4 separate regions of the Mus musculus genome follow, and regions 2, 3 and 4 are each linked to region 1. The links are chromatin contacts, called in public HiChIP or PLAC-seq and promoter capture Hi-C maps. All regions are on one chromosome and are shown on one strand. The core of a region is the stretch at or near the end of the contact, and the rest is flanking DNA. Distances in the headings are between cores, read along the strand shown. Region 1 overlaps Ccdc162 (coiled-coil domain containing 162). Region 2 holds the start of Zbtb24 (zinc finger and BTB domain containing 24). Region 3 overlaps Cd164 (CD164 antigen). Region 4 overlaps Sesn1 (sestrin 1).

The links. Promoter capture Hi-C pulls out the DNA fragments that hold promoters and counts their contacts. HiChIP or PLAC-seq counts read pairs in DNA pulled down with a chosen protein or histone mark.
Region 2: a promoter capture Hi-C map of embryonic stem cells shows a contact between it and region 1, with 3 times the contacts expected there. The contact joins the promoter of Zbtb24 here to the enhancer-like site in region 1. A contact is called at or near these places in 14 of 39 promoter capture datasets (the 3T3-L1 cell line, the C10 cell line, the HPC-7 cell line and 9 more), 2 of 15 datasets of contacts at CTCF or cohesin (the NIH/3T3 cell line and large pre-B cells), 20 of 484 Hi-C or Micro-C datasets (CD4 T cells, CD8 T cells, the G1E-ER4 cell line and 15 more), 28 of 115 datasets of contacts at active chromatin or transcription factors (the SCID.adh cell line, acute myeloid leukemia, bone marrow-derived macrophages and 18 more) and 4 of 9 other capture datasets (adipose tissue, embryonic stem cells, liver and 1 more).
Region 3: an H3K27ac HiChIP or PLAC-seq map of regulatory T cells shows a contact between it and region 1, with 5 times the contacts expected there. The contact joins two enhancer-like sites. A contact is called at or near these places in 18 of 39 promoter capture datasets (the 3T3-L1 cell line, 3T3-L1-derived adipocytes, the C10 cell line and 12 more), 2 of 15 datasets of contacts at CTCF or cohesin (CD8 T cells and the NIH/3T3 cell line), 18 of 484 Hi-C or Micro-C datasets (CD8 T cells, LSK cells, the MNK3 cell line and 15 more), 24 of 115 datasets of contacts at active chromatin or transcription factors (the 230-238 cell line, CD8 T cells, the HPC-7 cell line and 17 more) and 4 of 9 other capture datasets (adipose tissue, bone marrow-derived macrophages, liver and 1 more).
Region 4: an H3K27ac HiChIP or PLAC-seq map of embryonic stem cells shows a contact between it and region 1, with 8 read pairs. The contact joins two enhancer-like sites. A contact is called at or near these places in 8 of 39 promoter capture datasets (the 3T3-L1 cell line, 3T3-L1-derived adipocytes, the HPC-7 cell line and 4 more), 20 of 484 Hi-C or Micro-C datasets (B cells, the G1E-ER4 cell line, the HL-1 cell line and 8 more), 2 of 115 datasets of contacts at active chromatin or transcription factors (both in embryonic stem cells) and 1 of 9 other capture datasets (pancreatic islet).

The regions. Positions count from the first base shown.
Region 1 is chr10:41,686,699-41,692,942 of GRCm38.p6, forward strand. It overlaps Ccdc162 (coiled-coil domain containing 162), which reads right to left. Exons shown (of 48, transcript NM_001358562.1): 3 at 3,689-3,761; 4 at 3,327-3,437. Among named protein-coding and RNA genes, the nearest start is that of Mir3473b, 19 kb to the left of the region's middle. Within about 2 kb of position 3,658, at least 43 of the 459 cell types and tissues checked have an H3K27ac peak or open chromatin away from gene starts, as enhancers often do. A contact at or near this core is called in CD8 T cells, Th1 cells, Th2 cells and 6 more, where this site is marked.
Region 2 is chr10:41,447,980-41,454,223 of GRCm38.p6, forward strand. Zbtb24 (zinc finger and BTB domain containing 24) reads left to right here and starts at 2,379. Exons shown (of 7, transcript NM_153398.3): 1 at 2,379-2,551; 2 at 3,110-4,089. The coding sequence starts at 3,141.
Region 3 is chr10:41,527,453-41,533,696 of GRCm38.p6, forward strand. It overlaps Cd164 (CD164 antigen), which reads left to right. Exons shown (of 6, transcript NM_016898.2): 6 at 1,220-3,590. The coding sequence ends at 1,389. Among named protein-coding and RNA genes, the nearest start is that of Cd164, 11 kb to the left of the region's middle. Within about 2 kb of position 2,764, at least 50 of the 459 cell types and tissues checked have an H3K27ac peak or open chromatin away from gene starts, as enhancers often do. A contact at or near this core is called in CD8 T cells, Th1 cells and regulatory T cells, where this site is marked.
Region 4 is chr10:41,827,954-41,834,197 of GRCm38.p6, forward strand. All of the region lies in intron 1 of Sesn1 (sestrin 1), which reads left to right. Among named protein-coding and RNA genes, the nearest start is that of Sesn1, 21 kb to the left of the region's middle. Within about 2 kb of position 3,123, at least 40 of the 459 cell types and tissues checked have an H3K27ac peak or open chromatin away from gene starts, as enhancers often do. A contact at or near this core is called in embryonic stem cells and pancreatic islet, where this site is marked.

The sequences.
Region 1 (6,244 bases), core at 2,408-4,907:
TGCAAGCCTAATTACAATTGGTCTTGGACTACTTTTAGCTTCTATAATAGCCATTCCGGGCTCATCTCTGCGACTGACCTTACATCTTTGCGACTATTGGGTAAATCCTTTGGAATGTACAGATGGAAAATTAGTTTCCATTGCCATGCCCATTCCAGTGGTGTCTACATAACAAGTCCAAAAGCTTGGCCGCAGTCCTGAGGCAAAAAGTTTCACGGAAGCTGGTCTCCTGGAGGTCCTTGGTGTTCTGTAACTTAGATGTGGTCCAGATTTGTCCTTGCGATAGTCGGTGGAGGGTTTTGTGTGCTTTCTTTCAGTATTGTTTTATTATAGGTGCCCCCAAGGAATGATTTGACACATAGCCAAGTTAGATTGGCCATTGTTTCCTGTCCACCACTGGTGTCCCAACATCCTAGTCAATCCTTGAGCTGACCTTGGGCTTGGAATCTTGTAAAAATGTTACTTATTCAGACAAAATCCCTCCAGTGTTGAAAGAGAGATAGTGAAAGAAATCAGGTATTGCAGTTTACTGGATAAGAGTTAGAATCTCAGGGCAAGTTCAACAAAGTAAATTTAGAATTCTCATTACAGTCATGTATGGCAGACTACATTACATAATAGAAGAAAGTTGGTGGGCTCCTCTGGTAAATGGAGGTTCCCCACAAACACTTAGAATAACAGCTGAGTCACTCCTAGATGCAGGAATTTACAATGGTCTAGGAAGAAGGTGGGTTGTGGTTTAAGAAGGAACTAGAGTATCTTGTTATTCACAGAAAGGTTAGCAAGAAAGGGACCTCCCTAGTGCATACTTCCAAAAATAGCATAGCTAGGTATTTACTAAGGGACCCCTGGTGGTGGGTTACACAATAGACTAGAATTGTGGCTAGGGTGTGAAGCCCTTGTACCTGGAGCATAAAGCCCTCACAACTGGCTTCTAAGAATAGCTGACTTTAGGTAGGGCTGATTTTATCTCAGTTGTAACCACTGCCTGGTTCCTGCTGCTTTTATGTATGCATTTTTCTGTTTTGTGTAAAGAATCATTATGCATAGGATGACTTCAGTGAATTTTGGCTGATGTATCACCTAACTACCTTGTTTTCTTCGGTAATGACTATATAAGCCTGATGCTCACTTTGAGAAATTATACTCAGATTCAGCACTCTCTTGTGTTCCTGTCTGTTTGTCACTCCTTGCCCACCTGAGTACAGGAACCTTGATTCTCCCCGGGTTGAGGGACCCTGACTGGGTCTGCCCATGGCATTCCACCAACCAAAAGGCTAAAAACACCACCAGATAGCAATCAAGACATATAGCTGAGATTTCCCCCAAGCTGTAACTTGCCTACCAGTGTATTTGAAAGTGTCTTGATTTGTGACTTTTCTTTGTTGTGTTACTATGAGAACTTTATGATGTCATTACCATGTTGGAACAGGGAACTTGCGAGACCCTGACTTTGTGCTCCTGGGCCATGGTCACGCACATCGAGCTCCATAAGAAACTATACCTTAGTCCCTTCCAGGTGAATGCTGTGAGATTTGCACAAGTGACCCTGGAATGAAGCCTCTGATAGCAAGCCAAGAGACATCTTCCCTCATTTGGAAATAATAAATAAATAAATTCACAATCCAAAAAGTTAAGTCTCACTCCAAGCAAGAGAAAAGCAAAGAAAATCTCACTATATATTATAATAAAACATCTGAAAATTATTAAAAGCTTAAAACAGCCAGAGAACAGGAAATATATTGTGTTCCGAGATAGAATCCATTCAAGTCACAAGAGAATAGAGTAGCACCTTTAAAATAATGAATGATAGAAGTTGTCAGTCCAGAATTCTATAACCAAGGAAAAATAGCTTTATAAAATTAAAGAAAAAATCATTTTTATAAAATAACAAACACCATGAGAATGTCTTCCTGGCCGGCATGAACTACAAGTGACATTAAAGAAAGCTCTCCAGATAATACAGGAATGAATATATTATGGAAATCCAGGCTGTTCTAGAACTTTTCCAACCTTATCACTGTTGACAATTGAGGCATCATAATTCTTAGTTGCAGGATGTTCTGTGCAGTAGTGTGCGACATCATCCTTAGCCTCTGGTAGCTAAACATGAGATGCTCCAGTCGTCTATGTCCACTGCCCCCAAAACTCTGGAAGCCAAGAACATCTCCAGACACAAATATCTATTATCCCTACCCTTCCTCTCCCTCCATTGTGAACCCTGTTACACAAAAATGAATGGTGAGTACCAGGAAAACAGAAGGAAGGGAGGCAGGCAGGGAAGGAAGCAGGAGGGGAAGCAAGAGGGAAGAAGGAAAGCAGGTAGGGAGGAGGGAAAGAGGGAGGGAGGAGGGAAGGAGGGAGGCAGGGAGGGAGGTGGTAAGGAGAGAGGCAGGTAGGGAAGAGGGAGGGAGGAAAGAAAAGAAGGAAGAAAGACAATTATAAAGAGAAAAATTCTAAATGAACAACATTTTAACTTGCAAATAGAATCTCATTATCTTCTGTGATTAGCACTAACTACTTACTAAAGAGCTAACTTTATTTAAGAGGGGAAACAACTCATAACATGGACTACCTTAAATGATTTAATAGAAGTGAAGAATAAATCATTTAAAAACTTTAAATACTACATGATTATGCAAAGTTGAGAAGCTATATAAAAGTTCAGGGGTGTTTCATTGTCCTGCAACCTAAGCTTAGGGATTCTTCTGTCTTTGGTCAATATGATCAATATTATCAAATGTGCATACATAGTTTTAATTAATATCACAAGATGAAGTAATTCCTTTGCAAACAAAACAAAACAAAAACAACAACACTCGATGGAAGGACAATAGTCTATCAAATAGCAATCTACATTGATTTGCTTTTCTCTTGACGGTAGTAAGGCTGGCTGGTTTTCTCCCTCCCTCTCTCCTTCCCTTCTTCCCTCCTGTCTCCATCTCTCACTCTTATTACAATGTTGCAGGAATTTTAATGCAAATTATTTTCCTACTTTGAATTATTTTCTTAAGAGTGGTTTTCAGAAATAAACGTTTTTGTTTTTGTTTTTTGGCCTTTGGGAGATGGAGGTTGTTTTTTTCCTTGCAGAGTGGAAGACCGGCACAAACAGTATTTAGGCAGACCCGGTCAATCTCTCAGCCCAACAAGTTTAAGCTGAACTTAGCTGTGAGAACGAAATGATCTCTGATGAAGAAAGCATTTACACCAAGTCTGCAAATTACCCATCTCCAGAACACTTGCCCACAGGAGCTACCTAAAAGTCAGCTTGCTGATTCCTTTCTAATATACTCCAAGTATGTTTTCAGATTGCAAGATGACCCTACCTGCAACAGAAGCAGAGGAAGGTTTTCCGGTGTGTACTCTCGCCTTAGGCAGCTCTCTAGCTCCCTCTTGAGGACATCTGCCTGAATAACAAGGGGCTTGGACTCAGCCACCTAAACCCAAACAATGAATGAGTTTCAAACATCCTCAATCTACCAAATTTCAAATGTCAAAACATCCGATCTATCTAAGGATACAATGATTCGCACTTGCTTAGCTTAGCAATGAACAGGATGTGGGGCTGTTTTGTTCAAAAGTATCAGCTGTTTGCCGGGGTGGGGGTGGGGAGCTTTTCCTGCGAACTTCTTTCTCCCTTAGCTAAATCGAACTTGTTTTCCTGACTCCGCCCATGCCCCCCTCTCACCTGGAGAGTTCTCTTCAGAGCCGCTTCCCGTTCGCGTCTAAAGTGAGCGACATCCTTTGGTATTTGAACGGAGCTGCGGGGAGGTTTGTGCAACAGAAGCTGTGTTACGGGATGCTATGATAGAGCAGATAGCAGGCGGCCAGCCTGATCGCTGTGACCCTTCCCAACCTTTCCAGAAGGAATGTCACTCTGGCCCATGGTGGTGGTGGGGTATAAAGGCCACCCTCTTCTACTTTGATATACTTGATCTCTGCTAACCCTTCCCTGGCCAGTTTCTTTCTCCTCTCCAGAGTCTTTCCTCTGATTTACCCCAGTCCCCTACTCCACCCATGCGCGCGCGCGCGCACACACACACACACACACACACACACACACACACACACTTGTATTCCTTTTAGAGGGGAAATCTTGTGTCTGACACACAGTGTGCTTATTAAACCTTGTTGTCTTTTTAGTTGATATAGAACACTGACACTTTAATCACTGAAACAAAATGTTTTTATTTTTATGTTCATGGTGGGTTGTTGGAAGGTAGAAACGACATGGAACTATCAAATGGGAAATCCTTTAGGAAAACTTTAACCACACTTGCTGCCTCAGGAACACAGCTGGACCCTAGGAATCACAGAGCAGACATGGAGGATGGGCTGTTCAAGCCCAGAGAAGGGAGTCCTTCCCTAAGCTGGACAACAAGCGAGGAGTGGAGCTCGAGGACAGAAGATTAGTGCTGTCCCCATGGAGCTCAATGGGCAACGTGAGGCTTGGCAGCCCTGGGAATGCCAGAGGACAGCAGCAAAGCAGATTCCTAGCTTGCAGCCCCTGGCCAAGGAGCCACAGTGATATTTCTAAGATACACTTGAGGGAGCCAGAGGGACATAGCAGTAAGCTTACTTTGGTATTGTCCGCTTGGCCCCAAGAGTCCTGAGATAATGTTGTAAAATGCACTGGTAATGTGCTCCCTTGTTGGACAGTACTTCTGTTAAATGCTCTGTTAAGAGACTGGGGCGTAGCTCAGTGGCTAGAGCACTTGTCTTGCATGGGCAAGGCCCTGGGTTCAGTCTCCAATACTAAGGGGCGGGAACAGAAGGCAAGAAAAGGAAATACATGTTCTCACTTTGACAGTATAAGCAATAGGACTGGGACGCCACAGAAAAGATCAGCAGGGTCACTGGGCAAGGATGGCCCAAGCCAGCAAGTCCCTAGGGCCACAGAAGCCTAAACACCCACCTGGACACTTGGTGTCAGGTTTTTGAAGCTGGTATACTGGCTGGTTTTGTGTGTCAACTTGACACAGGCTGGAGTTATCACAGAGAAAGGACCCTCCCTTGAGGAAATGCCTCCATGAGATCCAGCTGTAAGGCATTTTCTCAATTAGTGATCAGGGGTGGGAGGTCCCATTGTGGGCGGTGCCATCTCTGGGCTGGTAATCTTGTTCTATAAGAGAGCAAGCTGAGCAAGCCAGGGGAAGCAAGCCAGTAAAGAACATCCCTCCGTGGCCTCTGCATCAGCTCCTGCTTCCTGCCCTGCTTGAGTTCCAGTTCCTGACTTCCTTTGGTGATCTACAGCAACGTGGAAGTGTAAGCTGAATAAACCCTTTCCTCCCCAACTTGCTTCTTGGTCATGATGTTTGTGCAGGAATAGAAACCCTGACTAAGACAGTTGGAGACAATCCATGCCTTATCTCTTCTCCTAGCCCTTGGTGGAGAGGGAGGAAAGAGGGAGGGATGGAAGGAGGGAGGAGGAAGAGCAGGAAGAAGAAGATCTTGAGAGTAAAATCAGCCATCAATGACAGGTATGTTGTCTGTTTTCTGAATCTTCATGGAGCAGAGAAGCAATGACCCACAAGACAGGGACGCAGCTATTGACAGGAAATCGCAGGAGGTTTCCCTTGCATTCTTGTCTCTCATCCTTGATGTGCTGGGAGCCAGAGCAGGCACGGGCTTGGCTGCCCAACTGTGTCTCTAGCTATGTCACTCCTCTCCTTAACCTCAATGCACCTGTGGGTGATCTAAAGGAGGCGGCAGAGCGTAAGCAGCCAGTTCACAGGAGATGCTCTTAGTTCAGCAAATGCTGCTCCTGTGATATTTGTCCACTTATCCAGAGGGCTTCATGGACATATAACTATTGCAAGGTCCAGGGCTCAGGGTGTTAAATGAGAACGTAAAATGTTTTAAAATTTAAATAAAGTAATTGATTAAAAAAAGAAGAAGAAGAAAGAAAAGATGGGCAGAGCAGATAAGGCATCTGCTATGCAAGTGTGAAGGTCTAAACTGGTCCCCAGCTAGACTCGGTGTGCACGCCTGCATCCTGGTTCTCCTAATGGGGAGATGGAGATGGGAGGGCTCAGAGGCAGCTAGCAAGGCATACACAGTAGTGGCTAAAAGACCTGTCTCAAACGGGCAGAAGGTGAGGGCTGACACTCTCGGCTGTCCCCTGACCTCCAGCCTGAACTTACACGTGCTCACACACAGCACATGGGGATTACGGAGGAAGAACAAGGAGAAGAAGGGTCATTTTCAGCTGGGTGATAAGAGAGATTTCTAAGTGATCCACCAG
Region 2 (6,244 bases), core at 1,129-3,628, 240 kb before region 1:
CAAACACATCAAACCTGTGTTATGGTGTGCTGAGAGCCCTCAGTATAGAAGCAGGTGTACACTGTCTGTATTCTCAGGCACTCTTCCTGTCTGAATTAGATCTTTTTTTTTTCAAAGCCAATATATACCACTTGGGTGTAGTGCAGAGGATAGGGCTGGGAAATAGGAGTAGGAGTACTATCAGACTAGCGAGGAGGAAGATGAGGAGGAGGAGGAGGAGGAGGAGGACAAAGAGAAAGTGGGGAGGAGGAAGAGAAGGTGTGGCTATAAAGCTGTGCTGGTACTGTCCAACAGCACGATTATCCTTTTGTTCCTCTCAAGTCCCAGAAGTCATGATGGGCTTTGGACTACAGCTTCTTCAGCAGATATCAGCAAACCATCCTAGATCTCACAGAGGTTCTGTTACCTTCACTGCCACAGAAGACTTCCACTAACTGTCATCTGCCAGCTAATGATAAGCCTTCTCCTTTCTCCTGGGTCAAGTTCTCCACAGACCCAATCCATCCAGAGGCCAGGAGACAGGAGGCTCTGTTGATTTCTCTCTCTCTCTCTCTCTCTCTCTCTCTCTCTCTCTCTCTGTCTCTGTCTCTTTCAGGTGGGAAGGGGTAGAATAATGGAAATTAGATATGGAAAAGAAGGAGGAAAAATTCTGGATAACCCATTTATTTCACTATTTCCTCTATTAGCAATCTTACTCATAAAAGGGTATAATCTATGCTCTAATAATATTATCATCAATATCTTCAACACTCTAGATTTTTGCTATGAGCTGACATTTTAAATTCTTCAAATTTCAAAGTAATAAATATTTTGAGCATTTTAAATCTTGTTGGCTTTCATTTTATTAACCTACATCTTCACCTAATATTAACCTACATCTAGCTGTGAGCATCTCACATTTGGTTTGGCCACCTCAGCCTTGTCCAACCAGCCTTTTCTGACAGTCTTCCTCAGAGTGGTTCCTGGTGACCAGCTCCGAGTGACACTCTTACCGATAACCAGTTTCTCCTTTAAATAGCAGCTTATTCGATAAATTTGATCTAGTTTTGGCTCTGTGGAGTTTTTATTGCATTGTTTTTACTGCAATTCTTTCAGCAGAAAACCAAACAAAAACCTATGTGAAAGCAAAGTTGAAAGACTGACCCTTGTTCTTTCTGTCTTTTTATCATTATTATCATTATCATTATTATTATTATTTTCCTCTCGGTGCTGAGGGCAGAATCCAGAACCCAGTGCTCTATCACTGAACAAAATCCCCAATCCCACAACCACCCTTGTTCCTTCTGGAGTGCAGAAGTCAAGCAAAGCTCTCCTGGCATCCCACTCGGACGCCCACATATCTGACCGATTTCGAGGGAGCTCTGGATAGAGTGCACTAGATAACTCTGTAAAGATAAGGGGGAAACCACAGAGCTCATACCTGTGTGGTATGAGCTGCTTTTGTGAGACCCCAACTTAGAGCGTTTCTCCCTGGAAGGTAAAGCCCCTAGACGTTCCCCAAGCTTGTTTTCCCTGATCTCTAATGCGGAGACACTTAGGGAGACACTTCGTCCTCAGCTAGCTGATAATAAAACCTCTTGCAGTTTGCATCAGGTGTGGTTTTCTCTCGGGACACTGGGGTGCTGGCCAGCTCATCCCGGGACTTGAGCGGAGGCCCAGCTTTGGGGGTCTTACACTTTTAATAAAAACTAGTAAGAAAGAAAGAGTCCGGCTGGTAATTCCATCTTTAGTTTCCAAATTGTGGGCAATATAGATGGCAAATTTATAATCTGGAAGTGGACAAAGTAGAGATAATTAGGTACACGCGATGCATAAACGCTGAGCGGAAGCTGCTGGCACAGTTGGAGTAGGTCCGGAACGAATCTGAGCGGGACTTAGGAGCATTGGTCCGGAACACAGAGCCACAGCAGATCCTACCCAGGTTTTTATTTAGAGAACTCTCCCATACCCATAGGTCTCAGAGGGAGCGACACTGTCCTGAGACAACTGAAACCCTCAATAGTCTCTCAGAAGTGCCATAAATCTAAATAAAAACAGCGGTCGTTTCGGTCTTTTTAGCCAAGCCAAGCACTTACTAAGCTCATTCTAACCGTACCAGGTAGGTTAACACCTCCATTTTATGGATAAACACAGAGCTGAGGATGAGTAACTTGGGAAGGAAAGCGAGGAAGAGGATTCATTCAGGAGGTAAATATCTGCTGATTGAAGCCACCGCCGTCTTTATGCTCAGCATCTAATCAGCGGATGTGGTGTCTACTGAGGTCTAAAGGAAACTCAGCGGGGTAACTGGAGGTAAATTTCCGCAGATTGGCAGGTTTCCGCACCAGACCCTCCCTTTCCGGATTCCACAGCAAAGCCCGCCCTCGGGGCGGGGCTCCGGGGTCACGTGATGCTACGGCCCTTGTGCGCGCTTCCGGGTTGACAGACGCCGGGAGTCCGGAGCTACAGCGTAGTGGTGGCGGGGGCGGGGACCGGCGACAGGCCCGGTTAGTGCCCTCTGGGCAGCCGGGTGGGCTGACCGTAGCAAGTCCCTGCGGGGCGGCCCTGACAGGTAGGTCCGCGGCCGGTTGGTTCGGCCCGGGGCCTTGGGCCGCGGAACGTCCGCGGGACTCAGGCCCCAGGCCTGGGACGGAGCTCCGGGCGCCGCTGCTCAGAGCGGGGCCTCTGAATCCGCGCGTTATTTCACCGTAGATCTCCCTTGCGTGGGTTCGTTCCCATATTTCTCATATATGTTCCTATAGTCGAAACAGCTATTCCGTGTGTAGCATCGAGGCAGCACACCCCCAACTCCAACTTTGTGCCGCCACACTTTGAAAGTTTAATTACAAAGTTAACGGACCGGAGGGCCGTACAGACTTTTGAACCCGTTCTCTAATTTCCAGAGGAAATTCCCCACCGTAAGAGGTTATGTGGGTACTGGAGAGGCATCCAGCAGGGTAGCCGCAACAAGGGGAGGAACCCAAGGCTTGGCTTTCCAAGTAGAGTGTAGAAGGTGATAATGTAAAAAAAAAAAAAAAAAAAAAAAAAAAACTGGGTTGTGACAGCTGGAACACGAACAGTCTAGTTAGGCAATACTTCTTCCTAAATAAACATTGATTTTTTATTTCAGATTTAAGCCTCTTCAGAGTCTTCTGGAGAAAATGGCAGACACAACCCCGGAGCCTTGTGGGCAGCTTATGGTACACTCAGACACTCACAGTGACACTGTGCTGGCCAGTCTGGAGGATCAAAGGAAGAAGGGCTTTCTTTGTGATATTACTTTAATCGTGGAGAATGTGCATTTCCGAGCCCATAAAGCCTTGCTGGCCGCCAGTAGCGAGTATTTCTCAATGATGTTTGCGGAAGAGGGCGAGATTGGCCAGTCTATCTACATGCTGGAAGGCATGGTTGCAGACACCTTTGGCATCCTGCTGGAATTTATCTATACAGGTTATCTACATGCCAGTGAGAAAACGACAGAGCAGATCCTGGCTACTGCTCAGTTCTTAAAAGTCTATGACCTGGTAAAGGCATACGCAGACTTCCAGGATAACCATAGCGCCCCAAAGCCACCAGCTTTGAACTGCACTGGGACGCCAGTGGTGGTTATTTCCAATAAGAAGAACGATCCTCTGAAACGGAAACGGGGAAGACCAAGAAAAGCCAATGGTTTGCAGGAAGGGAGATCAGAACTGGCTGCAGAGGGAGAGCTGCAGCTGAGAGTGAACAATTCAGTTCAGAATAGACAAAACTTTGTGTTTAAAGAAGAAGACAGTGTCAAGCTGAGTGAGCAGACTCCAGAAGACAAGGAATCAGAGCCTGCTGGTGAGCCAGGAAGCGTGGAGGAGGTGCCTGCTGAAAAGGACGAGAACTTTGACCCCAAGGCTGGGGATGGACAGGAGAGCCAGAGTAGGTGCAGCAGGCGGAGAATCCGCAGGTCTGTCAAGCTCAAAGACTACAAGCTTCTTGGAGATGAAGATGACCAGAGTACTGCCAAGAGGCTATGTGGAAGAAAAAAGCGCTCCAGCGGTCCCGAGGCCCGGTGTAAAGACTGCGACAGAGTCTTTAAATATAGTCACTTCTTAGCAATCCACCAGAGACGCCACACGGGTAACTTCGATTTCCAGACGTGGTGCGATTGGTTGGGGAGTTTGGAATTGTGGTTGGGACGGTTGTGTTGTTTCTACATGGTAGACATGGCAATAAAGCCTTCGTGTTGTGTTTAGGTCTCGTTGTCACCTCACAGTAGGTACTATCTCCAGTGTGCAGATGAGGAGATGGTCTCCCTCTGTGCAGGCTCACCCATGACCCTTCAAGCCTGATTCACTAAGCAGTTCTTGCCTTTTGACTCATGACTGTTCCTCATCTTTGCGGAAGCATTCTCTTGCTCTGTTCTGTGGACATCTTTATAGTTTAGCCATCTTGTAAATATCTTCTGGGTGTCTCTGACTTGGCATTGGCCCTTGTGATTGAAGTACCTTTTGTCCTCTTCATGTGACAGATATGGTAGTCACTAACAACATACAGACCTTGTTTCCCTCTTACAGTAGCAGGCCTGGAACCCAGAGAGCATGCGCATGCCACCCGAGCAGTTACAGCTGAGCTGCATCCCCAGCCTCACGTAGACACTTTATCACTTGAATTATAGCTAGCTAGATCGAGAAACTGAGTTTCAATTTTGTTCCAGTTAACATAAGTTTTAATAACCACATAGGTCTGATGGCTACCATATTGGATAGTGCATCTCTCCCGGAAACCCTTGAGCTCTTTATTGAGCTGTCCAGTTCACCCTGTTTCAGGTCAGCTCGGGTTCTAATTGTCACAAGCTTAAATCTAAGTGCTAGTGTTTTAACTTTTATCTGTTCTCTTGCTGTCATGTGACTCAACTTGCACATTAGAACCTCAGGGAGAGCTACAGCTTCCTGCGTCCCACACCCAGGCTTCTGATTTACTTGTCTGGATCATCCATGTTTGAAGTTTCTCAGGGATGTAGGCCAGTTGATGGAGTGCTTACAGTATGTACAAAGCCCTGGCTTCCCTCCCCACACCACTGGGCAAGATGACGAAATTCAAGGTCATCCTTGGATGCAAGGCAGGCCTGGGATACATGAGTGAGAAAAGAAAGCTCCCCAGAGATTACGTATGTTGAAAACCTGAATTATGGGACTTTGAACAGAACAAAATCTCAAATACATGTAGAGCTGTAGTGGATTCTATTTTATTTATTTTTTTGTTTTTTTTGAGACAGGGTTTCTCTGTATAGCCCTGGCTGTCCTGGAACTCACTTTGTAGACCAGGCTGGCCTCGAACTCAGAAATCTACCTGCTTCTGCCTCTGCCTCCCAAGTGCTGGGATTAAAGGCGTGCGCCACCACCGCCCAGCTCTATTTTATTTCTTAATGGGATTCTGTAACTAATGGAGTCTAATAGTAGATTGCATTTTAGCTATTTTTACCCAAGTTGTACCTAACTTAAAACATTATATTGTTTAATAAAACTTAATTAAGGGAAACATCTTTAGACTCTTCAGTCTATCCCTCTTGGATTCTCAACGTTTGCAGTCAGCCTTAGAATGCGTGTTTCCTTCCTTTTGGAAGTCTCAGGTCCATTTGGTATCTATCAGGTACATCAGAACGCTGTCACTCCAGAAGACTGCGTTCAGCTACTTCACACTGTTTTGCTGCTGTGTCGCTGGTCTTCCTGCCCAGAACTGCTGCTGCCCCAGTTTCCCGACCTGACTTGTAGCTTCCTCACGTTCACCTGCAGTTCGTCATTGCTTTCTTTTCACTGTATTTTTCGGCCTCTGGGTTTGCTATTTCTACCTTTTTTAAAAAAAAGAACTGAAGTTTTTCTATAACCCCCATTCCAGGGCCTTATACTTCCTTGGACAGTGCTTAACACCTGAACTAAATCCCAACCCCAATCTAATTTTTGTTTCTGTTTGAGACATGACCTCATTATGTGGCAGTCTGACCATGAACTCATGATCTTCCTGTCTGAGCCTCCCAAATGCTGGAATTTCAGACATCTGCCACTTTGCCCCTTATCCCTGATGTTTTCTACACAGAGCTGTTTTTCCTTAGCTGTCCAGGTGTCTGTCTTCGCCATTAGAGGCTTCCCTTGGCTGTAACGACTTCTTTATTGTATGTGTATGTGTGTTTGCCTGCATGTATGTATATATGTATGTGTGTACACCATCTGTATGCCTGGTCCCCAGAGAGGTCAGAAGGGAGTATCAAATGGCCTAGAACTGGAGTTACAGATGG
Region 3 (6,244 bases), core at 1,514-4,013, 160 kb before region 1:
AAAATACTTGCAGTGAATTTTTTAAACTGTTTGTATTATTTATTTACATGTCCATGTGTGTATGTGCATGTGTCTGAGGTTAGGGACAGTCCCTAGAGCTGGAATTACAAGCAGTTATAAGCAGCCTGATGTGGGTGCTGGGAGTTGAGCTTGGGTCTTCTGCAAGAACAATACATGTTCTTACAGACCAAGACATCTGGCCAGTCCAAATATTGTCCTTGTTTGAAAAGTTTTTAGTGCCTAGAACTTCAGTGCTGATTAAGCTCCACTCCTGGCTAATGTTAAAGTTGGTCAGCTTACCAAAACCTTCAGAGCCTGCAGTTGATGATGATTCAGATCTAGTTTGTCGTCCCGTCCCCGTCCCGTGTCGTCCCCCCCCCCCCCCCAGACAGGGTTTCTCTGTATAGCCTTGGCTGTCCTGGAACTCACTTTGTAGACCAGGCTGGCCTTGAACTCAGAAATTCACCTGCCTCTGCCTCCCGAGTGCTGGGATTAAAGGCGTGCGTCACCACGCCCAGCGACTCGGATCTAGTTTAACAGTGAAGTGTACTTTATTTAAATGTTGAACACAGTCATAGCCTTTTTGTTTCCTATTGAAACATATTACTCCCTTAGTAACGTTAGTTTCCATGGTCTTCTGATTGATTAAACTGACATTACTTTTAGCTTCTTATGAGTTGTTTGTAGGAATTCTAGTTTTCAAATTTGTTTTTCTTATGGCTATATAATGCTTTCTCATGATGCAAAATAAACTAGCAGAATGCTATTGAATATATTTACAACTATGTGTTATTTTGTTTTTTGAAATTATAGATTATTATTTTTGTTGTTAACTTGAAAAACAGCAACTCAATTTTTAAATACCTTGTCTATCTAGTAAAACCAAAAAGTTTTAACAAGCATTTATTTTAACAATTAACCAAAGTAGATTAACAAAATTATCGCATGTTTTAGAAGTATTTGATAAGTTTTCAAGGGGACAGTTTATATGCCATAAAAGCTCTTACCTATTTGAAACTTTGTAGCAGTATTACCCTTATCATGTCCTGGACAGAATGATGGATGGCATTCTGCCTTAAGTGGAGATAAATTCTAGTTATGAAGACATGACTCAGGAAGACCTGTATAGAATATAACTCGGAGCACAGTTGATGCCTGGGGGGTCTGGGAATTATAAATACCATGATACTTACTGAGGATTCTTTGTTTATCATCATAGCAGGGACAACAAATACCACACTGACTCCAACCTCCCAGCCTGAGCGGAAGTCGACCTTTGATGCAGCCAGCTTCATTGGAGGGATCGTCCTTGTCTTGGGTGTGCAGGCTGTAATTTTCTTTCTCTATAAGTTCTGCAAATCTAAAGAACGAAATTACCATACTCTGTAAACAGACCTGTTAAATTAATGTGGACTGGCAGTTAACTTGTGCAACTCACTGAAACCAAAATATTGAAGAAGTCCCACATGGAAGACGCTGTTCCAGGATCTTTACCTTTCCAAAGGATGCATACAGGATATTTTGGAGCATCATCCTCGAAGAAAAGTCAGTTAAACCATTTAGTTCATCAGGAATATTTAAAATATTCTGCATGAATCCGTGTGGCTGTCGTCTTTGTTTACCATGGCTGCTGCTGTGGGACTGTTTTTTCCTCTGACATGCCAAATGTAACTTCTGTAAGTGGTGGAGAGTGCTGTCCTGTGTAGGCAGCTTCTGACTGCAGTTGAAATGTAGTCCCCTAGAATCCTAAAGGCTGTTATTCTCATCCTAGTTCCAGGTGTAACTTGGTGGCCAGAATTGAGAAGAGTGCCAAATGACCACCCGTCAGGCAGATTGAGGGCCATCACTTCAAACATAGATTAAATTTGTTTAGCACTAAACTATCCCTAGAGTAAATTTTTATGCTTGACAAGTTGTATTTTATATATTAGAAATAAGATGCCACACAGGGCAATCCAGATTTAGATTAAAGAAAGGATACACAGACATTAATCTGCAACAGGTCTTGTTCATACTCATAAAGTGTACCGTATTAAGAAATCAGAACAGTGCCTTAAGACAGACTGAGACGTCGTGAAAAATGTGTTCACACTGTGGGAGGCAAAGCTTGGTCTGAGAATGTAACTGTTGATGTGAGCAGCAGAAATCTGCTTATAGATAACATACTGTTAATATTTAATTAAAAGCATTGTTTTTTCTAGAGCTGAGAAATAGAAGCTAAAGAATAATTAGAGCTGAAAGGCTTCCTTATATCAAACCATCTAACATTTTTCTTAGGGCTGTTAAACTAGACATAAAATTGATTTATCTTTCTCTCTGTACACAAAGTATCCAAATATTATACCTTAAGGATTCCTACCAGGTTTTCTTGAAAAGTGGCTTTTACATGAGGCAAGAAGGAAGTAGTTGTAGATAGAATCATTTTCTAGTTCTTTAAATGAGACAATCACTTTGTTTTCTAATAGATGTGACCTGTGTAACTTAAAAAATCTGAGGGTTTGAGAGAGGTTGCTCTAGATTTCCAATGACGATACCCTGGCTGAATAGGCTTTTCTCTTCCTTGGGCCTTTACTTCTTTTCTTCCTCCTTGGTTTCAGTTCCCATGTGCTATCATTATAATCATGCAGACTTTTACTTCAGTTGCTTCTGAAAGCACTAAGTTTTCAGTTTTGGAGTTACTTCTCCCTTGCCTCTGACACACTGCACACGTCTAGAGGCTGTAATTGGAAATAGGCTTTTGGTTTCCTGTGCCATTCAAGTTTGGGGCTTTCATTTGGTTACAGAGTTCAGCGCTTGGTTCCCAGGGTTTATATACGAAACAGCGGATTGCTGTGGGCTGGTTCATAAAGTGAAACTAATGAATCTATCTCTTTGTCACTTGCTGGTACAGCTAGTTTGTTTCACTTGCACATTTGTACATATATCTAATGTTTTCAAGTGCCTTACTTGTTTAAACTCTGACTTCAAAGGTTTTTGGGGAAAGATAGGTTTACCTCACAGTTATGTTTCCATTGTAATTTCTAGGTTCCTCACAAAAATCTATTTCAGTGCTGTAGCTGTTAGTTTTAAGTGAGTGCTAAAGTTCTTTTAAAAGTACACAGAATTTCCATTCCTTATAAAGGTGGCAAAATTGGTTTGTCATTTACCTCCATGTGACTCCTTGCCCCATATAAATGTCAGCATATGTAGCAAGTTTTCTAAGAATGTAACTTAATTTGAAGCTCCTGAAATTTTGAGCACTGCTCTAACATTGTAGGAAGTTAGTGACATTTTGCAAGTCTCTACAAAAGCTCTTGCCACAGAATTCACTGCTGCCCTGACTCTTCACCATCTTTCTTTAGCAAGGTATTTTGAGCCATTAATGATTTTGGGTTTTTTAATCCAGAAGGTATATAAAAGCCTTTTCAGAGTTTTCATCTGATTTGTCCTGAGGATCTAGTTCTATCAAATACCTTATTTTACCTTTGCCATACTTGCTGCACAAGCAGACACTGCTGGACTTAGAAGTTTCTATTTGAGTTCCTTAAACTACAAAACTAATATGTATGTGTACCAAACTGATTTAAAATAAATGTTTATTAGTCTCTTGATCAAAAGTGTCATATTTTGATTATGAAATTAACATTGTGTTTGCCTTACCTGTCCATTTGAGGCTGGGTTGTCCATTGTTTCTTTTGTTCCTGTAGACTGGTATATAGATGGGAACTAATGGCTGTGAATTAGTGGAGAACAGAACCATGGGAATGATTGATGGTTGGGCTGATGGAAGGGGCATGCGTCTAGCTCACATTAACCAAGAGAGAGTGAGTGAGAGAGTGTGTCACAGGACTACTTTTGTGGAGCCTGTTGTTCTTTCAACTTTGTGGGTCCCAAGGATTGAACACAGGTTGTTGGACAAGTACCCTTTTCCACTGAGCCATCTTGCCAGCTACATCCTACCCTTTAGTTCTGAGTACATAGGGAGTAAAACTTTGCTTCTGATTAGCGTGTCATGTGCTGCTGTGGAGTCTGGTTCTGTTGGACCGTGTGCAGGAACATCTATATTTGATTACTTGAGTTACACTAAAGTTGTTCACTGCTCCCCTGCAAGTCTGGATGAAAGGTTGGATTCACTGCTTTGCCTCTTGTTCCCTGTTAGCCTTATCATTTGGCAATTACATAAAACTTTATAGCAAGCTTCCTAAGACATTGACATAGGTTATTGAGTAAATAGTAGAGGGTGGGATAGGTTTTGTGTGTTCTCCCCATTCTGTGTACTTGCTGTAGGTAGCCCTTGGGTACTTGTTTTTCAAAGGGTATGTATTGGCACTTTCTAATTCACTAGTGTTTGGTTTTTTGTTAGTGTGTCTGTTGGTAAATCCAGCTTTTGTATATCTTGCCTCCTGACTTCAATTGTATTTTGTTTTCAGTGCAAAAACCATTGTATTCATGATACATCATTGGTAGTAAATCACTTTTTTTTAAAAGAATTTTGAATGTGGAATCTAAGGTTTTTTGTTTGTTTGTTTATTTTTTGTCATACATATCTATAAACTTTAGCCCATTGTTTCAGTTGTGTTCTATAACAAGTCTGTTAGCATCTCTGGTTCTGTACGTGTTTTCTTCTGTTACTGATTTTAAGCAAATTGACTATTATGGGCTGTGTTGTAGTTTTCCTTGTTTTTTGGGTTTTTTGTTTTGTTTGTGTTTGTTTATAGATCTATTAAGGTGTTGTATCTCTGACTTTCATATTTGGAAGATTTCCAACTTTCAGTGGTAGGTCTACACCCTCTGCCTTGATGGAGATTATAGTTTTATAGAGATTGCTAGAAATTGATTCATAGTCCCATTGGGGCTTTATATGAAATTAATTAAAATTCCCCCCTTTGAATTCTATCGTGTTTTCTGGTATGTCTGTAGTTGATGTAATATGTTGGTGTGTTTCTCTACATAGTTGTTTTGTAGTTGTGTGTGAATGCTTGGTTTTATTATAGTAATTTTTAATGTCTCCATAGCATTGCTATTCCAACATTTAGCATTTACTTTCCATTGAATTTTTTACCCACACTATAGGATGGTTTGGATGCATGCTTGGTAAATTCTTACTGGATGACAGATACAAGTTTGGGAGGTACAGGTTGGTCTTGTATTCCTGTTCTTACTGCTTTTCTGAAGCGTGTTAAGTGTCGCTTCAGCTTCTGGTCTATTGCAATGGGAACTTCAGCAGCTTCCTGCATCTCTTGATTGTCTCCTCTGCCTCTTGAATTCTGCAAGTACTCTGATTTCTGTCTGGGCTCCCCAGCAATTAAGGACAGGGGGCTGGATCTTGTTTTGCCTATTACCTCATATATTAAATGTTGTTGCAGGTCATCTAAAGGGAATACAAGTTTATTCTAGAGCCATTTTGAGTGACCATGGCTGGGAAACAACAGATTTAGGTTACCCCAAATTCCATGGTCCAACATGGAAGCTGTTTGAGAATTTTTGCAGAATAAAGAAACTGGTACTGAAGGCAAGTTTAAAATGCAGTATGGTGGGTATATTAGAACAGTGGTTACAGTGAGATGGGGACGCTTTTGTATAGGTCCAAGATGCTATTTGATGACGTTCTTAGTTTGTAGATGCCAAAAGGTTTTTACTAGTCACGGGGATGTTCTAACACAGCATGGAATGGCTGTTACAGGTGTAGAGCTAGCCCAACATGGGTAGGTAGCTTCTGACCCTGCAGCAGCCTTCTCCACAGTCCCCAGTCCTCTACAGATGGAGCTGCTTCCAGGAACTCACTGAGACTCGTGAGTTGGTTCCTTAGGAGCTTCCCTGTAGCACAGTGGTTCCCTAGTTCAACCCTTCATACAGTTCCTGACACCCAACCATAATAAAATGTTATTGCTACTTTATAAATATAGTTGTGCTACTGTTAGGGATCATAATGCAAATATCTCATTGGCAGGGTATCTGATACGTGACTCCTGTGAAAGGGTCATTTGACTCCCAAAGGGGTTGCAACCCATAGGTTGAGAACTGCTGCTCTAGGATGAAACAAGTTGGAACTTCTTGTGTCTTAGGGAGGCTCATTCTACCAATGGGGTGTTTTAACTCAGGAAATGGCTGTATAATGGAGTCTTGTCCTACTTAAACTGTCAACTTGACACAGCCTAGAGTCACCTGAGAAGGGAGTCTCAATTGAGAGAATGTCTAAATTGATATAGAAGGTCCCAGTCCACTATGGGCAGCACCATTCTCTGGGCAGATGGCCCTGGCTATA
Region 4 (6,244 bases), core at 1,873-4,372, 140 kb after region 1:
AATCTTACAAAGGAAGTGTCACTTGTACCAAATGCAGAAGTAGCATCCAGGCTTGGGTGGTAACTGGAGACCCGGTCATAGCCAAGCGCAACACCCTCACTCACTAGCTGCAGTCCCTCTGGCGAGTTTGAAGAGCTTTAACAACTCAATTTAACCTACTGATCCAGAATGCTTTTGGTGGTTGGAAACCACACATATTTGTTATCTTGAGATTTCTATGGCATGGCTTAGCTGGACCTCTCCTTGAAGGTCTTTTATGGTACTGCAGCTAAGATCTCAAATTAGCAAAAGCTATAATCTTGTGTGAAGGCTCAGGAGAGTATGGTCTGCTTCCATGTGCACATAATTGCTGTTAGGATTTTGTTCCTTGAGAACTGATATAGAGAGGGTCTCAATTATGGAATTGGCCAGGGACTACCATGTGGGCCTCTCCGATTGTTTCATCAGGAAATACGTGAGAAGAGCTAGAGACTATCAGCAAAATACAAGTTACAGTTTTTCACAACATAATCTGGAAGGAGACAAAGCTTCACTTTAGTCATAATCTTTTCACTCAAAGCTGTTGCTGAGGTCCAGCCCTTGCTCAAGGTCAGCAGATTACTGAAGGGCAAATGGCATGGGAAGAATACCGTAAGGCAGGATCAGTGGGAGGCAGTCTGAAAGTAGCCTACTGTAACAACCTCTCCTGGGACTAGGGCATGGGAGGAAGGGCTCTCCCTCCATGCTGTGGAGAAAGCTACAGTTGACCGTACGTGTGTGGAGAGGAGTTAATGAAGAGCGTAATATCAAAGGGTTAGTATGGTACTGATCTGACTCCTCCCACACTTGTAAGCAATCTCCAGATAAAGAATTTTCTGCCATCTTCACCAGTGGATGCTGAACTCAGGCCCTATCTCCTCCTTTGCTAGGGTCCACCAAGACTCAGGAGGAGAGGTCTACCTGCCTCTGGTATCATCTTCCTCTTCCTCATTGCCTCCCTACACACATTGCTCTCCTTCATGCCTGTGTAGTTCAGGGAAACTTCCCAGTCTGCTCTTGGCCAAAGGGCAGGAAATGGCAGATGTCTTTCTGTCACCATTTGGTGGCTATATAATGAGATACACATCAAGTCTCACCTGTAGTGAAAATGAATGAAAAACTCTCAGACTTTTATAAGCATCCTCAAGTTAAAAAAAAAAAAAAAGAATGGGGTTGAATATTTTACCAATCAGATTTCTGTAGTCAATAGACTTCTCAAATTGAAGCTGGTTGTGGTGGTCTGAATATGCTTGGCCTTTGGGAAGTAGCACTATTAGGAGATGTGGCCTTACTGGGAGAGGGCCTTGGTAGAGGAAATGTGTTACTGTGGAGGTGGGGCTTTGAGGTCCCACATACATGCTTAAGTCTGATCAGAGTGAGCCAGAGTCCTCTCCTGGCTGCCGTCGGATCAAGATGTAGCCTTCTCGGCTCCTCCTCCAGAACCATGCCTGTCTGCACACTGCCCTGCCCCCACCATGATGGTAATGCACTGAACCGCTAAAACTGTAAGCCAGTCCCAATTCAATATTTCTTTATGAGAGTTACCTTGGTAATGGTGTCTCTTCCCAACGATGAAACCCTAACTAAAACACTGCTGTGTATTACTATCAACTTAGTCATGTCTGAAAGGTGGAGGTAAAATAATTTCTTTATGCTATAAGCCCTAATCTTTATCATCTTTAGTTGTTTCAGAACCACCAGAAATTATTATATAATTGATAGAAATTTGAAAAATTTTATCCCACTACATATAATATGTTGAAGTAAGGGCCTTCCTTCAATTATAGAGAATACTAATTTTAATAAGAAACATTTTCTCATGTCATTTTTAGTATAGTCATCCCAATGGTTCAAAAATTAAACCATTTTCAAATTTATTTGCTGTTTATAAATTTTAATTGGTATTTTTGAGACAAACATGGGCTGGTCTAGAAGTTACTATGTAGCCCAGGCTGACCTTAAACTTGAACTTACAACAGTCCTCCTGCATCAGCCTCCCAAGTGCTGGAATTATAACTATGAACCATCAAACCTAGCTTTGTACAGTACTAGGCAGCCACTTAAGGAATTCTGAGCAAGGACTGTTCCACCAAGCTGCACTCCATTTGTTTGTTTGTGACAAGGCCTCATGTAGCCCGGGCTTGCCTTAAGCTCACTACATAGCTGACGATGACCTTGAACTCCTTATACTCCTGCTTTCACTTCCCACATGCTGGGATTACAAGTACCACCATTCCCACCTCCCAATTTTTAAATTTGAATCTGAAGCAAAGTCTTGCAAAGTTGCCCAGGCTGACCTTGAACTTTTGATCTTCCTGCCTCAGCATGTACCTACAATGTAAACCTAAGTTTACAACAATAACAGAACAACTACTTGTTGTAATTAAAGCTATATGGATGTGTTTTTCCTCTCTTCTAATGTCTTCTAGAACTCTCCCTTTTTGAGATTTCAGATGGTACTACCAGTGAGTATTCAGAAGATGCTAACAATACTAGTGATAAGGTGCCTGAGCTGAACAAGTTGGGTGTTTTGACATTATGGGCTCCTGGGTATGCACTACTTCACTGCGAGCCTTACATTGGAGCCAGCAGCTGTTATGAAAACTGAGGTGGCCACTAAAAAGATACTGAGTGGGTAGTGTATGTGGCATGTGGCATGCACACTCTGGAAAAGAGTAAATCACAGGCCTGGCAGCATGGTATGAGATCACTTCTCAGAATAGCACGTGATTTAAAATTTACGCATTGTTGATTCTGGATATGGCTGACCATGACTAGCGATTATAAAGCCATAGAAAGAGAAGCCAAGGATACAAGGGGAATGCTGTGCACCAGATTCTATTCACAGAATGATTCTGCAGGAAGTAGAACTTTAGGGTACTCGGAAGTAAGTTTTCTCTAGTATGGTACATATGTATGCGCGCATGTACTAGCGTCTAAAGCTGCAGATGTCTGATTTTCCTTATAGTTACCTTTCTTTTGAAGACTCTGGCCATTAATGACAGTTTTCCACTCACTTTACATTTTTGTGCCCGCCTGCCTCCTTGTTCACCAAGGACATTTCCTGAGTTCTCAGCAGTTAGCTGCTGTGAGCACTAGGTGGCACTCTGACTCAACTCAAGTCTAGTTTGTCATCAATTTTGATGCTGTAGGCCTCAAGAGAAGATGTGTGTACAACTTAAGAACATTTGTGTTTTCAGTTGTCTTCTTTTAGAGGGAGTCTGAAAGGAGAAAGGAGATAATTCCAAGTTTAAATATCCAAGCTTAACTGGTGATAGTATTGATCTCCTCTTTCACTTACTGTCTCAGACTGTTCCAGGTACCTGCACAGGTATCTGTGTGGAAGAGAGGTGGAGAAGACTGCTGACCTCAGAGCCCATAGTCTAGTTAACTCGCCCCCCCCCCCAGATGCTGTTCTTGGGCCTGTGGCATGCACTCGCTGCTTTTATCCAGTCACTCAACACAAGGAGCGTGAGCTGGAGAGGTAGATGATCTGACTAGACCATCCAGCTGGGCAGGTACACAGTTGGGCTCAACGCATATGTGCTCCTTGGAGAGTAGTTTCTGGGAAGATGAGAACATGAAACCAGTAAAGCAAACATTCTCTCCCCCATCCCTGTCTCTCGCTCTATGTATATATATGTGTGTGCACATGCACATCTGTCTGTCTGTCTGTCTGTGTGCACATGCGTATAGTGGTTGTGAGTGTGCTGACATGGGATCTGAGAATGGACCTCACATTCTCTGCAGAGAGTAGTGGGCAGTCTTAACTGCCCCAAACTGATTACCAAAGGAGACTTGTTCTTGTTTTCCAGGAAGCAAAGCCAAGACTTGTTCTGGGAGAGGCTACAGCTTAATGGTTCAAATTGAAGATTTTGGCTTTTTAGGATGTTGTGTGACCCATCAGTTACAGAGAAAACAGTGTATTCTTGCATGTACTTTTGGGGGAAAACCCAAGTGTATCAATTTTTCAAAGAGTACCCTCCATAAAAAAATTGAGAAGTTGGGTGTGGTGGTACATGCCCAACATCCTAACACTTGGGGGTGGGTACAGGAAGGAAGGTCAGAAGTTGAAGAGCATCCTGGGCCATTAGGTGAATTCAAGGCCAGCTTGGGCTACCTGAGACCTTGCCTCAGAACAGCAGCAGACCACCTGAGCTGCCACATGCACAGGACACTTACTTCCTGAAACTGTTAGAGAAGACTTTTTACAATTGAAATGTGAGAGCCTTAAGCCAGCAAAAGTACACTTTCGTGAGAAAGCACCAGCTTGCTGCTCTTGACGAGGATGCTCATTGCATGGGGCTGAACTTTTCTTAGCTAAGCAGCAGGTCTCCCAGGCATGCAGGTCACAGGCAGAAAGTTTCAGATTTGATTCCAGAATGTGGGACAGAGCTGAGCACAGCACAGCTGCAGCCTTGGTAATGTGAGACAGACAAATACGCCACGGTCCAGAGCTGCCCCTGCCAGACTGCTGTGCACACACACTGGCTCTTGCTAACGCTCTACGGGGCAAGCTAGTTAGTGCTCTAAGTTTTAGTTTGTTGATGTTTGTCTTGTTTGGGGAATTATTTTTTAAGTTAAAAAGGTTTTAATGTTTTGTTTTGTTTAGATTGGTTGTATTTGCTTTCTGGGCTTGTGTTTGTTTGTTTTTTCAAGACTGGTGGTTTTCTCTGTGTAGCCCTGGCTGTTATGGAACTTATTCTGTAGACCAAGCTGGCCTTGAACTCACAGAGATCTACTTGTCCCTGCCTCCCAAGTGCTGGGATTAAAGGTGTATACTACCACCACCTGGCAATCCAACTTTATTTTTTTTAACACACAGAAACATTATATATGCATCCACATATATAAACATTACATTGTGTTTCATATATGCATTATATTGTCTTTAAATCAACTTAAATATATATTTTTTCTCAAACATTATTTTTGGGAATTCTATAATTTTGTGCCTCTCTGCCAACCTATTCTCTTCTCCCAACCCCAAGCTTCTGTTTTACAGTCAGTAACATAAAGATAATAGCATATTGATCTTTGTAAGGCATTAGCCCTGTGCCTCCTTTTACTTTGTAACAGTTTTTAAAGAGGAGAAGAAGCAAGCAGGCATGAACTATAAAGCCAAGACTGGTACTCAGTTCTCTGAACCTCAGTCTCTCTCTATCTTGGCCAGGACTGCAGTTGTGTTCTTCCCTTCCTAATTCCATGCTGCTTGAGATTGTTATGTTTTTTAATTACTTGGGATTAATAGTGTATGCTCCATGAAGATTAAGACCTGTCTGTTCATTGCTTAGTCTCTTGTCTGACACTAGTGCATATAAGCAGGTGTGTGAATGAATGGATACATGTTAGCTATTATTATTACTACTTGACAGTTTGTACCTAGCTTCCTACCTATCTGCCAGGACCAGCTGGAGCTGCCTGTCTTTAAATGGGGTGAGCAAGCCAGGAGAGAAGGCCCCTTCTTAAGCAGGTGGCTGACCTCATCTTTTAAGGAAGGTTCTTTTATAAGCCTCTTTTCTTCAGATACAAGCAGTCTTTGTATTGACTAGGAGGGCACTGGAAATGCTGACTCTCAGCACTTCTACTAACATTTCTTAAAATTTCTAAACCAATTTTTAACTTTAATTCATGTTTACAGTTTGAGGAGTACCATGATGAACATTTAAAAATTCTGGAATTCCTAGGTGTAGTGGCTTGTGCCTACAATCACAGAACTCGGAAGTTTAAGGCCAGCCTGGGCTGCATATCATAGCCCTGTGTTAAAAAGAAAATGTTAATGGGAAAAACACACACGTACCAGTAATGGAGAGCTAATACAGTATTTTAGGTCAGTAGTTAAATTTTCAGGTTTGTGGTTTGGGGTAATAATTCCTGAGTCATAAGCTTTGGTTGTCTTTGACAAAAGAAGATTCCAGCTAAGAACAGGAACAAGACCATGGCTATATACCTTTCACTGGCCCCTGTAATATGGTAGTTCTAGCCAGTATATGGTCTGTCTATGCTGTGTTCCAACCCCAAGTCCTACCCCATAAAATGTGGCACCCTCCCTCCCTTTATATCAGAGCTCTGTATACTCCTTGCATCTACCCTATGTCCTCCAACACAGTCTAGAGGTATGTTCATGGTTGTTGGGATTAGCCGTTGGAAGGACAGGCTGCTGCACTTGGACAAACTCCATGTCCTAGAAGTGTAAGGGTAAGGAGGGGTTGGGGTTCAAGCTGTC